Linked DNA regions of Bicyclus anynana: region 1 is linked to region 2. A link is a contact called in public Hi-C data. All regions are on one chromosome and are shown on one strand. Each heading gives the region's core, a stretch centred on a gene start, on an enhancer-like site or on the middle of the called end of the contact. The rest is flanking DNA. Distances are from core to core; before and after follow the strand shown.

Region 1 (6,699 bases), core at 1,145-3,644, 78 kb after region 2:
TCCAAGATTGCTGCCACCATGGGACGGAAGAAAATACAAATATCACGGATCACGGATGAACGGAATCGACAGGTTGGTACTTACTCTTTTTTATCGTTGGTATAGGTGTGCCATCATTTTTAGGGTTCCGTAGTCCACAACCCTTATAGTTTCGCTATATCCGTTTGCTTTCCGTCCGTCTGTCCGCGGTTTAGCTATTACTACTAGTAAGCTGTAATTAAGCTGGAGTATGAACATGAATAAAGTGCTGGAATGGCGGCCCCGCACCAGAAAGCGCCGTGTTGGTCGAACCCTCACCAGGTGGACTGACGACATCAAGCGAGTCGCAGGGATTCGCTGGATGCAGTTGGCTCAGTATCGTGATGTTTGGAAGTCCCTACAAAAGGCCTATGTTCTGCAGTGGACGTCCATCGGCTGATAGGATGATGATGATGATAATGAACATGAAAAATTTGAACAAACTCTTAAAATAAAATCTTGAAAAATACTTCTTTTTTGGGTACATTCCCAACATGTAAAGTGGAGATAATTTTTTTACATTTTTATCTCATAATGTGGGGTATCGTTGGATAGGTCTTTGAAAGATCAAAGATACGAGAGAGAATCTTTAAGTTTAGACCGACCATCGCTGTGTAAGAGTTGAATTATAACGCATAAGTATCAATAGCGTAAAACTCTCTTTTGCTCAGTTGGTGATGCTGTGGTTCTCAACAGAGGGGTCTTGGGTTCGATTCTCAGCTCAGATCTGTTTGGGATTCCATAATTTCTAATTTGATTTTATTTTCATACAAAACGAAAAATACGAAATTCAGAAAAACGAGAAATTTATTTATCAAATTGTTGTGCTAAAGGAAAACATTTCTTTTTCGGTTTTACATTACGTTTTCTTTAGATTTTAGCAATAAATAAAATTGGACTTAATTATTCCGAGTAACGAAAACCTAAGTAATGGAAAAGTACCAAATTACTCACTAAATCAAAATACAAAGTAAGTTCAGAAGTCAGTATGCGCAACAAGGAATAAGTAGACGAATTTATTACTCACAATTTTATCGCATCCATGTATTGTAAATAGGCTAAGGTCGAATACCAGACTATAGCAGAAAATTTACGAATTTAGGTATTAAATATGCAGTAGATATGAAATAAATTAAAAAAAAATGTTTATTTACCTACTATAGTCAGGCAAGTTCGTTGATGACACTCCCATGATATGCGGGCGACGAGGGGAAAGACTGCACGGGTGTGAAATCGTGCGTGCGGGGAAGTAAGGTGTATCAGTCGTCGGTTGTTCATTCATCGCTACACACTTCCCGGCGCGCGCAGCCCATCGGGAGTGTGACGAACGAAGTTGCCAAGCTATAACTCGGATGCGTACAGTTTCTTCTACTTAATTTTTTATTCAACCTACCTACTTTTTAAACCGCAACTACAACCAAAAGCTACCTTCTAGAATCTAGAGTCTAGACCAAACCTAAATAAAAAAAAAAACCTGAGTCAAACTAGAAAACAAATAAATTCACCCGAATTCTGTTCCTACCTGTATTTATTATTTACTCTTTGAAGAATATTTTTGCCAAATCTTTCAGTCAATTAACGTGAAGCTTTTGCGGCTTTCGTTAAATTATCAATTTTGCCCCAATATTGCTTTAACCATTATACATTTTACTACCAAGAAATGGTTTTAGGCAAAAAATGTCAATCATTTTTGCGTCCAACTTCAAATTCCTAAAGAAACCAATTAGGCGTTTCTAAATACTTCTGAACTTTTATATCTTTTAAATATATTATAGGAGATCATACACTTTGTCAAAGTGAAAAAGATCTGCAAAGTTGGATAAGGTATGGTATAATAATTAAAAAAAACCCGACTGCCTGATCTACTCGCACCTAGTCATCAGAAAATTTTGTATAGCGATTAATAAATAACTGTGTAAGTTAAGACATTAAATATCACGTGTCTCAAACGATGAAGGAACCTGCATACCAGAGAATTTTCTTAATTCTCTGCGTGTGTGAAGTCTGCCAATCCGCATTGGGCCAGCGTGGTGGACTATTGGCTTAACTCCTCTGATCATGAGAGGAGACTCGAGCTCAGCAGTGAGCCGAATATATATTGATAATGATGAGCGCTGACGAAGTGGTGGGCGTCCGATAGTTGCTGTATAAACAAAAGTACAGTAGAACCAGCCAGATTAAGTAGGTCTAAGGGCGGACGAAATCTCGGGAGTCTTCTAGTACAAGATACGCGCGAGAAACATAACCCTTCGTGAAGTCGGGTAAAAAAATAAATATAAAACACAAGGTTGTGCGAGGGAGATGACCTTACTGGTTTGACCTAACAGATGGGCAACAGGGGCATATCAGCACTGAACTCGCTGCAAACATTATCGCTAGGGACAACGACCGCGCACGCTACTAATTTATTAATTATACGACTACATGCCCTTGCCCAGTTCTCTTAGATACGCAGAGCTTCCTTTAACCGGTTTATCTGAACGCAAAACTCATGGTTGGATAGGATCTTGTTATAATGGTCCTGCGATCGAGGATCAGACGGCTAAAATGTAAGTTGCGAAGGTCAATTCACTTTTGCTAGTATTTACGTTATGAGTATACTTGAAAGTGGGTGGATGTTTTGTTCAGGATATTTATTATGAAGTGTAAAATGGATACTTTCATTAAGGCTGATCAGGTAATTTCAAATTTATAAATGAGTTTTTATACAATAACATTAAAGTATACAGCGTCCGAAATTGGAAACCAAACGCCTTTTTTGGTTAAAAATAACAAATGGAAAAAAAATTAAAGCGAATCAAGGAAATTGATTGTCATTATCAAATCAAAAAATATGAACACTGAAATCAATAACATTGTAAAAAATAAATGACAGAATTTTGATTTTTTTACATTTTTTGCATCAAAAATTTCATCACCATCGAACAACAAATATGGAAAACACATTTATTTTATCTTTCTCTCATGTACAATTGATTTTTTTTTTAATTTTCGTCATTTACATGAACTCATGTATTTATCATCAAATTAGTATACCTAAATCTAAACAAAATCAGATTAATATTTCGAAAAATAAATACAGCTACAGAATAAGTCATCCATTAGTTCATCAAAATGTCCGTGACCCATAAATTGAGTGCGATAACTTTCTGCGTCGCGTTAAAATGTTAACACAATAATTTCTTTGTTTCGTGCAAACTGTGCACCTACTGTGCATTTATGAAGTGCATTCACGATATACCTAACACTTCAGAAATGTAAATGATTTCCTTTTACTTCCTGGTCATTGTTTTTAACTGGCATAATTCGTATTTTTATTTCAATAAGTAATGCGTGATTTACCTGATTTACAAAAGGAAGTTTGACGTCACTTTTGTCCTTGCATCTATTATATCATTTTTTTTTTTTGCCCAGTAATAAGGTTTATGAAAAGTGGCAAATCTCCAAATAGTTCCTCGTAGACTTGACCAATAAAAAGTCTTATTATCTCTGATTTTAGATGTCATTTGGTAGTGCTCCATTGTTCAAACATAAATTAAAATCATTTGGATTTTTGCCAACTCCAATTCTACCTAACACCTCAACTCTGCAACCGTCATGAAAATCACGATTTATGTTTATTCAACTATGTATTTTCTAGAATATTAAGCTCAATATCTTGTATGGTCATTTTAAGGCTTTCAAGATTTAGAAGAAAACGAAAACGAACGTTTAGGATGTTCTGAGCTTCTGATGTTTGTATTTCACCAAAAAATTAATGTATTTCTAAGCCATTGTCATACATGATCACATGATCTAATAGACCATACAAACCTTCGTCAGCTGTAAGTTTGTAAGCTCATGCTTCTACCATAAGTAAGTACGGTAGCCAATTATGAAGTTTGAACCGTGGTGGCTTTGGGATTTAGCAGGCTTTAAGGATCCAGAACCTCATATGTTCTCCTCGGCATAATATGAGAAATTATATTCCCAGTCGCCAGTCACTTAACTTCGCGGCAACCCTTCGAAAAACTCGTCTATAAAGTAAGACGCTACTTTTGGAAATCCTTATTTGTATTACTTGTAACGTAAAGAGCCGTGATAGCCCAGTGGATATGACCTCTGCCTCCGATTCCGGAGGGTGTGGGTTCGAATCCGGTCTGGGGCATGCACCTCCAACTTTTCAGTTGTGTGCTGATGATGATGATGATGATGATGATGATGATGATGATGATGATGATGATTACTTGTAACAAATGACTTCTTTGTTTTCAGGTGACATTCAACAAGCGCAAATTCGGGGTGATGAAGAAAGCTTACGAGTTGAGCGTGCTCTGCGACTGCGAGATCGCCCTCATCATCTTCAGCTCCAACAACAAACTCTACCAGTATGCCAGCACGGATATGGATAAGGTATAATATTTATCAGCATTCTTAGTAGTAGCAGATCCGTATTAGAAACGAACTTCACCCATCTATTAATTGGACTTAAAGTGTTATAAATCTTGTACGTTTCAACATATTGCGAGTAGGTCGCCTAAAACTTTCATGGCGAAACTATTATTAACTGACATTAATGATAGTTGGCCATGAGTTTTTGAGGCAATCTACTCGAAATATAATGTACTAAATTGGATTTAAAATACTTTTAATCCATTAAACAGATGGGCGAAGCTTGACTGGGTTGTTAGTAAATAAATATCACAATATTAAAATCACAAATTGCTTCAACTTCAAGTTTGATGTTGAGGAATGTCTATTAATACGCTAGGAGAACTCAGAAAACCGTGAACAAAGAAGTGAAACTCTAATTTCTAGTTAATTGAATCTAGTTTTGCTCTGCGCGCTGAAAAATAAGCAAATTTTTCAAGAATTTCGTAAAGTAACGTACAAGTATATGACGTGACTAGCTGCCACCGCGCGGTTTCACCCGCGTGGTTCCCGTTCCCGTAGGAATACAGGGATAATATATAGCCTATAGCCTTCCTCGATAAATGGGCTATCTAACGTTGAAAGAATTTTTCAAATCGGACCAGTAGTTCCTGAGATTAACGCGTTCAATCAAACAAACAAACAAACTCTTCAGCTTTATAATATTAGTATAATATATATTTATATATATAATTTAATAGGACGTATTTGTACACGCTTGCAGGTGACTTAATAGTAAGGTAGACGTAATATACTATGAGTACTATACATATGTATATAGGTACGAGTACTTATACTTGCTATTATTGACAACAGACTACTTTAAAACTGAAATGAAAGATCGAGTCAATCTCTCTGCAGTCAATATATAATGGGCATATTATAAAAAATCCATGGGCTTACAATAATAAAAATACATCTCAAGATTAATTGCGTTTGTTGAATAGAAGCTGCAAAGTATGATAGGTCTATAGCGCGAACATTGTACGATGCAATCGCGACTCCAAGATCGCATTTGCCGCATCCCACACAATTATCCCTAATGGCTGTCGTAATGTTGCAGGTGTTACTGAAATACACGGAATACAACGAACCGCATGAGTCCCTCACCAACCGGAACATCATCGAGGTACATTAAGTACGGCGTCATCTGTGTGCCCGTGGTCGCAATGCAATGTCCATGCCAACATGACTTATCCCATTAACAGCGTGCTTTGTTACTCACAAACTATCCTAATACAATCTGTTACTAAAATGAACCCAAAAATATTAATTGAAATCCATTTTCAGACACTAATCAAGATGCCCCCGTAGATATAGCAACCCCTGTCGATGTTCCGATCGATGTTGTACCAAATTTCACTGTTGTAATTGTAGCGAGAATAGAACACACGCCTACCGACAACAGCATGTTACTTTATTTCCTGTTAGAAAAGATGAACAAACCAGACACGGTGTTTTACACTAACAGTTTATGAGCAGCCACCCTAAATATTTATGTTATTTTTTTTTCCTTGTGCCGCATGGGTTTTATAAATATTTTTGTGTTTATTTTTAATTAAGCGCGCCTACCTGACTCCGAGATGCGATAGAAGGGTGAAGTCAGTGTTGTACCATTGCATTCGTCACAACACACATATGTACGCTAAAAAGTTTTCACGTATATATTATCGCTTCGTAGTTTTGTAATAGCACTCTAGATTTGCCCTCAGCTACATACTGGTGAAGCCTAGACAAAACTAATTAATATTTCAAACTGTGAAAGTCGAATAGAAACTAACAGCAAGTGAACAGTAACAGTGTGTATAGAGGGTGATTCTAATATTCTAAATGCATGCACAAAATAGCGTATCGTGTATTTATATTTTGGGCTCGTCAAGCCACCTGAGCTGGTTTCGCTGACACTTACAGGCACTAACGAAGAAAGAGCATAAGAACGGAGTGATGTCCCCGGACAGTCCGGAGGCTGAGCCGGAGTACAACCTGACACCGCGGACCGAGGCCAAGTATTCAAAGATCGATGAGGAATTCCAAATGATGATGCAGCGTAACCAAATGAACGGCAGCAGAGTGGGGGTGGGAGTGACCGGGAGCAACTACAACTTGCCAGTGAGCGTGCCGGTGGGGAGTTACGACCAGTCGCTGCTGCAAGCTAGTCCACAGATGCACACTTCTATCAGTCCACGGCCCTCGTCTTCGGAAACCGATTCAGGTAACTATCAATTAGCTGAAGCACCAAAACATTTAATACTTTCATCATTAACAACCCAT
Region 2 (6,305 bases), core at 1,284-3,783:
GAAAATCGGTCCAGCAGATCTCGAGTTATAAGTGTTGTAACAAACCCGACTTTCTTTTATATATATAGAAGATATAGACATATTTCGGATCCTTTTTTTTTATTTTTTTTTTTATTCTTTACAAGTTAGCCCTTGACTACAATCTCACCTGATGGTAAGTGATGATGCAGTCTAAGATGGAAGCGGGCTAACTTGTTAGGAGGAGGATGAAAATCCACACCCCTTCCGGTTTCTACACGGCATCGTACCGGAACGCTAAATCGCTTGGCGGTACGTCTTTGCCGGTAGGGTGGTAACTAGCCGAAGCCTCCCACCAGCCAGACCTGGACAAATTAAGAAAATCTCTATCTGCCCAGCCGGGGATCGAACCCAGGACCTCCGTCTTGTAAATCCACCGCGCATACCACTGCGCCACGGAGGCCGTAATCCTTATTCCATGTACTACACGAAATTACCGCATTGCCCCCTGGCCACCACATCGCTACGCCACTGGCAGTAAGCCTTCAAAACAGGCTGATAATGAAGGTTGTCCATGAAAAAACGTAATTTTAAGCCGTTTTCAAACACAGTGTGACGTCACGTCTTTTCTTGTCATACGCTATATAAGTATACTGTATCTGTTATATAAACAGGTGCCAGGTAAAATATAGGTATAGAGAAACTTCATCTCATCGACTTCCAACTCTCCAGTATAATGACAGGGTTCAAAAGTAAGTTTTAAATACGTGCCGACCATTAAAGACTTATTCCGATCAAGTATTCCACAGCGTCTTAGGTACTTCTCTGATTTAGGAAATGAACGTTCAAAAATGAACTGTATAGTTATAGGAATAAGGTGTGAATTGCTGTGTAGTGTGAAAATCCGTGGGTGTTTTAATGGCCGAGCTGAGGCTTGGGGACAGCTGTCGCTCCCCCAGGCTCTAAGGGGTTTGTTTACAGCTCTCTTATTAATCTCTGAGCATAGGTTTTTTAATTTAATGTGAATATACTCAGTAGCTGACACCAATTTATTCTAATATGCAGATAAAGATGTCATTGGTCCAGTGGTCCTATGTGGCTATCACTCAACTCCGTACTCTACAGCTAACATCATCATTATCAACCCATATTCGGCTCACTGCTGAGCTCGAGTCTCCTCTCAGAATGAGAGGGGTTAGGCCAATAATCCACCACGCTGGCCCAATGCGGATTGGCAGACTTCACACACGCAGAGAATTAAGAAATTCTCTGGTATGCAGGTTTCCTCACGATGTTTTCACTCACCATTTGAGACACGTGATATTTAATGCATGCCCCGGACCGGATTCGAACCCACATCCTCCGGAATCGGAGGCAGAGGTCATATCCACAGGGCTATCACGGATTTATAGCTAACATTAAGGCTTACTAAAATGACGCGAAGTCCCGTTAAATGATGATAATGATGATGATGATGATGATGATGATGATGTTTAGTGGTCGTAAAAGAATGTAACAATATCATCCAAAGCCACAACCCGCATTGTAGCAGTGTGGTAAGCTTCTTATCCCCTCTCTTAAGATGAGGGAGGCCTGGTAATTGTAAATTAGCCTTCTTGAAAAAACAAATAAAAATTTCGAATGTTCCAAATCAATAGATCTGAGAGAATATAGCCTTGGTGTAAAGCCAAAAGAGTTTGATTACCACATTAGGTTATTTAAGGGTTATATATTTACGGGTTTTTGCAAAATCTGATCAGATTACTGGCGTAGCCAAGATTTTTAACCATAGTAGACATTATACGTAAAAATTGTACAAAATTCTAGGCTCTTCAAGGTAAAGGCAGTGCATTTTCCCATCTTTAATTGGACAGGAAGCGAATATCACAAGCGGGTAGTTACTCGTAGTGTTCACAAAGATTTGTCTCATGTTCGCGGAAGAATTACTTTTATTTGGTCTAAACCAAGCAACGACACTAGACCTAAACTTTGGTAGTTCATTATAAAGCTAACAACAACCAATTATATGGAATGTATTTTATTTTTATAGAAATGGACTTAATAAATATATGGTAGCCTTACTTATACAAGAAGGTGACGCAATTATAATATCTTAATTCAAAATTGTTAATGCATTAGACCGCTCTACATCATTCATTTTCCCGATGACACCATCAATTTGCTTTCAGCCCTGATTTATTATTGTGTTTATCTACGACATAGGTATATTCACCTTATCTGGCAGCTGCCCAATAAACTACGCGAAGTAACAACCAGCTCAGACGTCTAGATACGTTCGCAGAATCTAAAACGACGCTGAAACAATTACAATCTAATTTCCTTAAATTTATGCATAACGACATTCATTTCACATATTTAATTCGATCATGATGCTCCATCAGTGTTTTCCGCCCGTGAAACGTACGCCCAAGCTGAAGAAAGCTCTGTAGGGCGGGCGAGCGGCGCCGCGCTAGCGCTCCAAGCGGCCGCAGCGCGCAACATCCGTCTCGCGGCCATTGGCCGGTCGGCATGACGTCACGCGTCGCCCGACCAATGGGGGGGAGCGCGCCGTTGCCCGGCCGCAGTCCTAGCCGCCGCGCCTTCGTACGAGCCGTGTGTAGCTGCCGATCTCCTCCCCCGCACCCCGCCGCCGTTTCGCCCGCATTCTAGTCGTGGGTGTCGCGCCGTGCAGTCCTCGCGTGTGCCGCCGAACTCAGTGCGCCGTTTGTGAGTGCTATAGTTCCCGCTCGAGTGTCAGTGTGACGGAGAAACCTGAGATTCGCCGCGGAGGATGTTAACAGCGCACGGTGAGTGACGGAGAACGAGCGAGGCGCTTATCTGACGGCGGCGCCACGTGAACGCGCTCTATTTATAAAATGTAAACACGCCGCTAATTCGATTTGAGACGGTACTTCGGTGCTGGTGGTCAGGAGCGCGCGCTCTAGCGGGTAATAAAGATTGCGGAGGTACAGATTGGAGAGTTCCTGTGAGACGGCCGCGCCAGTGTCGCGTAATCGTGCACAAATGAGCGGAGTGGAACTGGAAGGAGTAGAATGCGTAGGTAATTACTGCGGGCGCGTATCTGACGACGGCGGCTCGGCTGGCGACGGCGTGATAACGTGACCTTGAAGCAGTCGCGAACGCCGGCCGGCGCTGGAGGCGCAGCGCGCGGCTCGGGAAATGTTCAGACAAACAACGATAACTCGCACTTGTGCACAATGATAACGATGTGTGCATGTACAATGTACATGGCGTGTTTGACAACAAACAAATGCTAATCACTTGCGTTTAACATCAACTCAATGGACCAAAAATTTGGAGATTTTAATTTTTGTAGGTTTTAATTCGTTTGCAAAATTTCCAATGATTTCCGCTATCCGTAACTAAACGTGTATTTATTTACGACCGGAGACTTGAGAAATTAATTTGAATTCTCTAAACGACCGCTGTAAATTAATTACAAACGACTGCATCAAATTAAATGACTAATGGCATTCAATGAGTAATTTAAATGTAGTTACCCGTCACTGTTTCACACAATTTTGTATCCAGTGTACTGAGGAAATTATCATATTATTTGTTCCTCAATTCCGTTTACAAGGAAAATAGGTACCTACTTTAATTCAAGGAATGTTATTGTACTGAATATTGTTCGGAGAGAAATAAACGCCGCTCTTTGCTATTGGCTGCAGTTTTATAGGCTGTAGATTTGTAATATGTCAGTCAAGTCTGTCCGGTTAGGTTACCTCGATACGGTCAGGTTCGAGGCGGTCGGCCCTTCTCCATACATGTAACCGCATTTAAAATCATTTACTGTTCTGCCGATCAAACTCTGCATGAGCAACAAAACGCCGTTTAAGAATGATTGAATAAGTATAAAGAAAATCGAATATTAATTAATACACAAATGTAGTAAAAAACGATGATTAGCATATTCATCGTGACCTTCAAGACTGGTTCCGACACAAAATCTGAAAGCAAAAACAAAACTGTACAAAAATTAAGAAGATTTGGGATTCTCATTCGCACTTACTCACACACGTTTGTTTGAAAAAGCGGTTGGCACAAATGAGTTGCCGACGTTCTTCTCCTTCGTGTGCATATTCGCTAACATGTGTGTGAGCGGGACGGAGTTAATTCGCATCGAACGAACGAACCGGCCATGCGAGATGCTCAGTCGTATCATAAATATTAATCAGGCGCTGGTGTCAACAGCCACCGCGTAACGCGATACCACTGCGATCCGCTGCTCGCCTGGTACTCTTGTATAGGAGCCAGACTAGCCTGTACTTCGAACATGACAATTATCAATCAACACACTACAGTGCACTTAAAAAACCTTATAATGTGTTTAATCAGAGAAATACAACGTCGCAAATTAAGTCCATATCTTGAGGACCTTTTGTGTCACAGAGTGTTTACAGTTTGATAAAAATCTTTCTACAAATATTAGCTTTCATTACAGCTACATCTAACTGTTGTACACACAAATTATATTATGAAGTTTAGATAATAAGTTATCGTATGCACATCCGTTTGCGCTTACGCATTCAGCCATGACCTGCCCTACAACTCACTGTGATTGGAGAATGCGATGTATGGTAAATTCCTCTAGTGATTTTAAATGGATTCATAGGACAATTATATCACGACCATTATTCTATACTGCATAATAAATGACAGTAACCATTTGTATACGGAGAGCTACAGAGTCTTCAGCAATTGATGGTACTTGTGCTAGCGTTTATTGTAGGGAAGTATTCGCTTCAATTAGGTTTATATGTAGAATCCGGTACCAACCAATGGCACAAATGGTTTTGTAACTCACAATTTAAAAAATGTTTCCAAATAACTTCTGTTCTATGACAATATTGATAACTTAAGCATAATTTTGGGGACATTCTAACAGTGATTGAATATTAATGTTTAATATTCATTTATGAAGACGGCTGTTTTCGGTTCTTCGCTCTATCGACCTTCGAGCGAAATGTTTTTGTAAAATTCTTGAAACGTGTATATCCAGATGTGCAAATTATAACGATAATAATCCGTTTTCTTTACGATTTGAAGTAATTCCGCAATTACTTTAAAATTTACTAATACACTACTTGATATTGAAATGTACTAGCGCAACATAATCATATTACGAGCTTCCTATAGATTTGTATGTGTTCATCTTATTATTATGTAAAATGTCAATATTTATGTGGGTATAATAACCTTGTCACGCTTGGTCAGCTGCGTATTACAATTTAAAGTTCTAACGTTTAAAGAGTTTAGGTTACAGCAAGATTTATCTTAAAACGATATAAACGGTTAAACCAGTTTCCATACTCGTGTAAGGGTTAAAGATAATAAAGGTTTAATTGCGCAGGTTCTTGCAGAATAATGTGACTTAAGAATTTATATAAAATAATAAATAAAAAGCGAAGAGAAAACAGGTCTTGCGGAGATCGTAAGAAGAATGATATGCGTAAGGTCCCAAGCAGCTAGACGGTCTTTATAAGGAAAAATGCAGTGCGAGAGTACTTCAAAAACAAATTAGGCGTTTTAGAATGTGCGCAGAATAAAGTAGCAATAGATTAGCGGTGAGTAATTTCATGAGCACAAAAAGAAAGGAATTAATTTTCATATTACATGCTAGCGAAACATGTTGTGCAAAGACAAGATCAAGAGTCGCGGGTTGCTTTTTTCCCGCTGCGTGTGAGCACATCTGTGGAGTTTTTTGCTCCTGTGTGTGTACAGACACTTTTTTGCGCCGATGCGAGCCATCGGCTCCGTAGGCACTGCGACGTGCGTGTTCAACTGTTTTTCTTTTTTTTGCCTCCAACATTATTGTTCGTATTATTGCCAACGCAGTGTGACTAAGTAAATTAATTTAATTTAAAACAAAAACCTAATGCTCAAGTTTAACTTCATTTGCATTCATAACGGCTAAATAATCTCATTTATTAATTTCGTTATTAGGATTTGATGCAAATTAAATTAAAATGTTGTTATCGCCTACGAAAAACTATGTGTACGGGAAACTAGTTATATTTAAATATAAATGTATTAAATGTTACAGAATAATTTGGGTTCTGATGTTAATAGCTCAGTGATACGATGGAGTTGTACAGAAATGATAGTGATAATTTGCGACTACACACAAAAAACGCAGGAAAAAGCGTGTTAGTATTCATTACAAATAAGGAAGCGTCGAAATTGGATGCTTTTCAATTTGCGACTTTATCAGTAGTGGTGAAAGGCCTTCATTTGTTTGTTAGCTGATAAGACTTGTACCATACAACATTCGAGGCACTTGTAATAGGAGTCACGAGTTATTGCGTAACATCAGGAGGCTCGAA

Evidence for each region. Hi-C and Micro-C count contacts between places; a contact is called where the count stands out from the background.
Region 1: a contact with region 2 is called in a Hi-C map of whole larva, with 2.5 times the contacts expected there. The contact joins the enhancer-like site here to the promoter of LOC112048189 in region 2. A contact is called at or near these places in 2 of 2 Hi-C or Micro-C datasets (whole body and whole larva).

The regions. Positions count from the first base shown.
Region 1 is chr1:4,271,082-4,277,780 of ilBicAnyn1.1, forward strand. It overlaps LOC112048189 (myocyte-specific enhancer factor 2), which reads left to right. Exons shown (of 9, transcript XM_052883452.1): 2 at 1-72; 3 at 4,273-4,410; 4 at 5,492-5,557; 5 at 6,340-6,640. The coding sequence starts at 19. Among protein-coding and RNA genes, the nearest start is that of Trnah-gug, 7.0 kb to the right of the region's middle. Within about 2 kb of position 2,395, at least 7 of the 8 cell types and tissues checked have open chromatin away from gene starts, as enhancers often do.
Region 2 is chr1:4,192,601-4,198,905 of ilBicAnyn1.1, forward strand. LOC112048189 (myocyte-specific enhancer factor 2) reads left to right here and starts at 2,534. Exons shown (of 9, transcript XM_052883452.1): 1 at 2,534-2,765.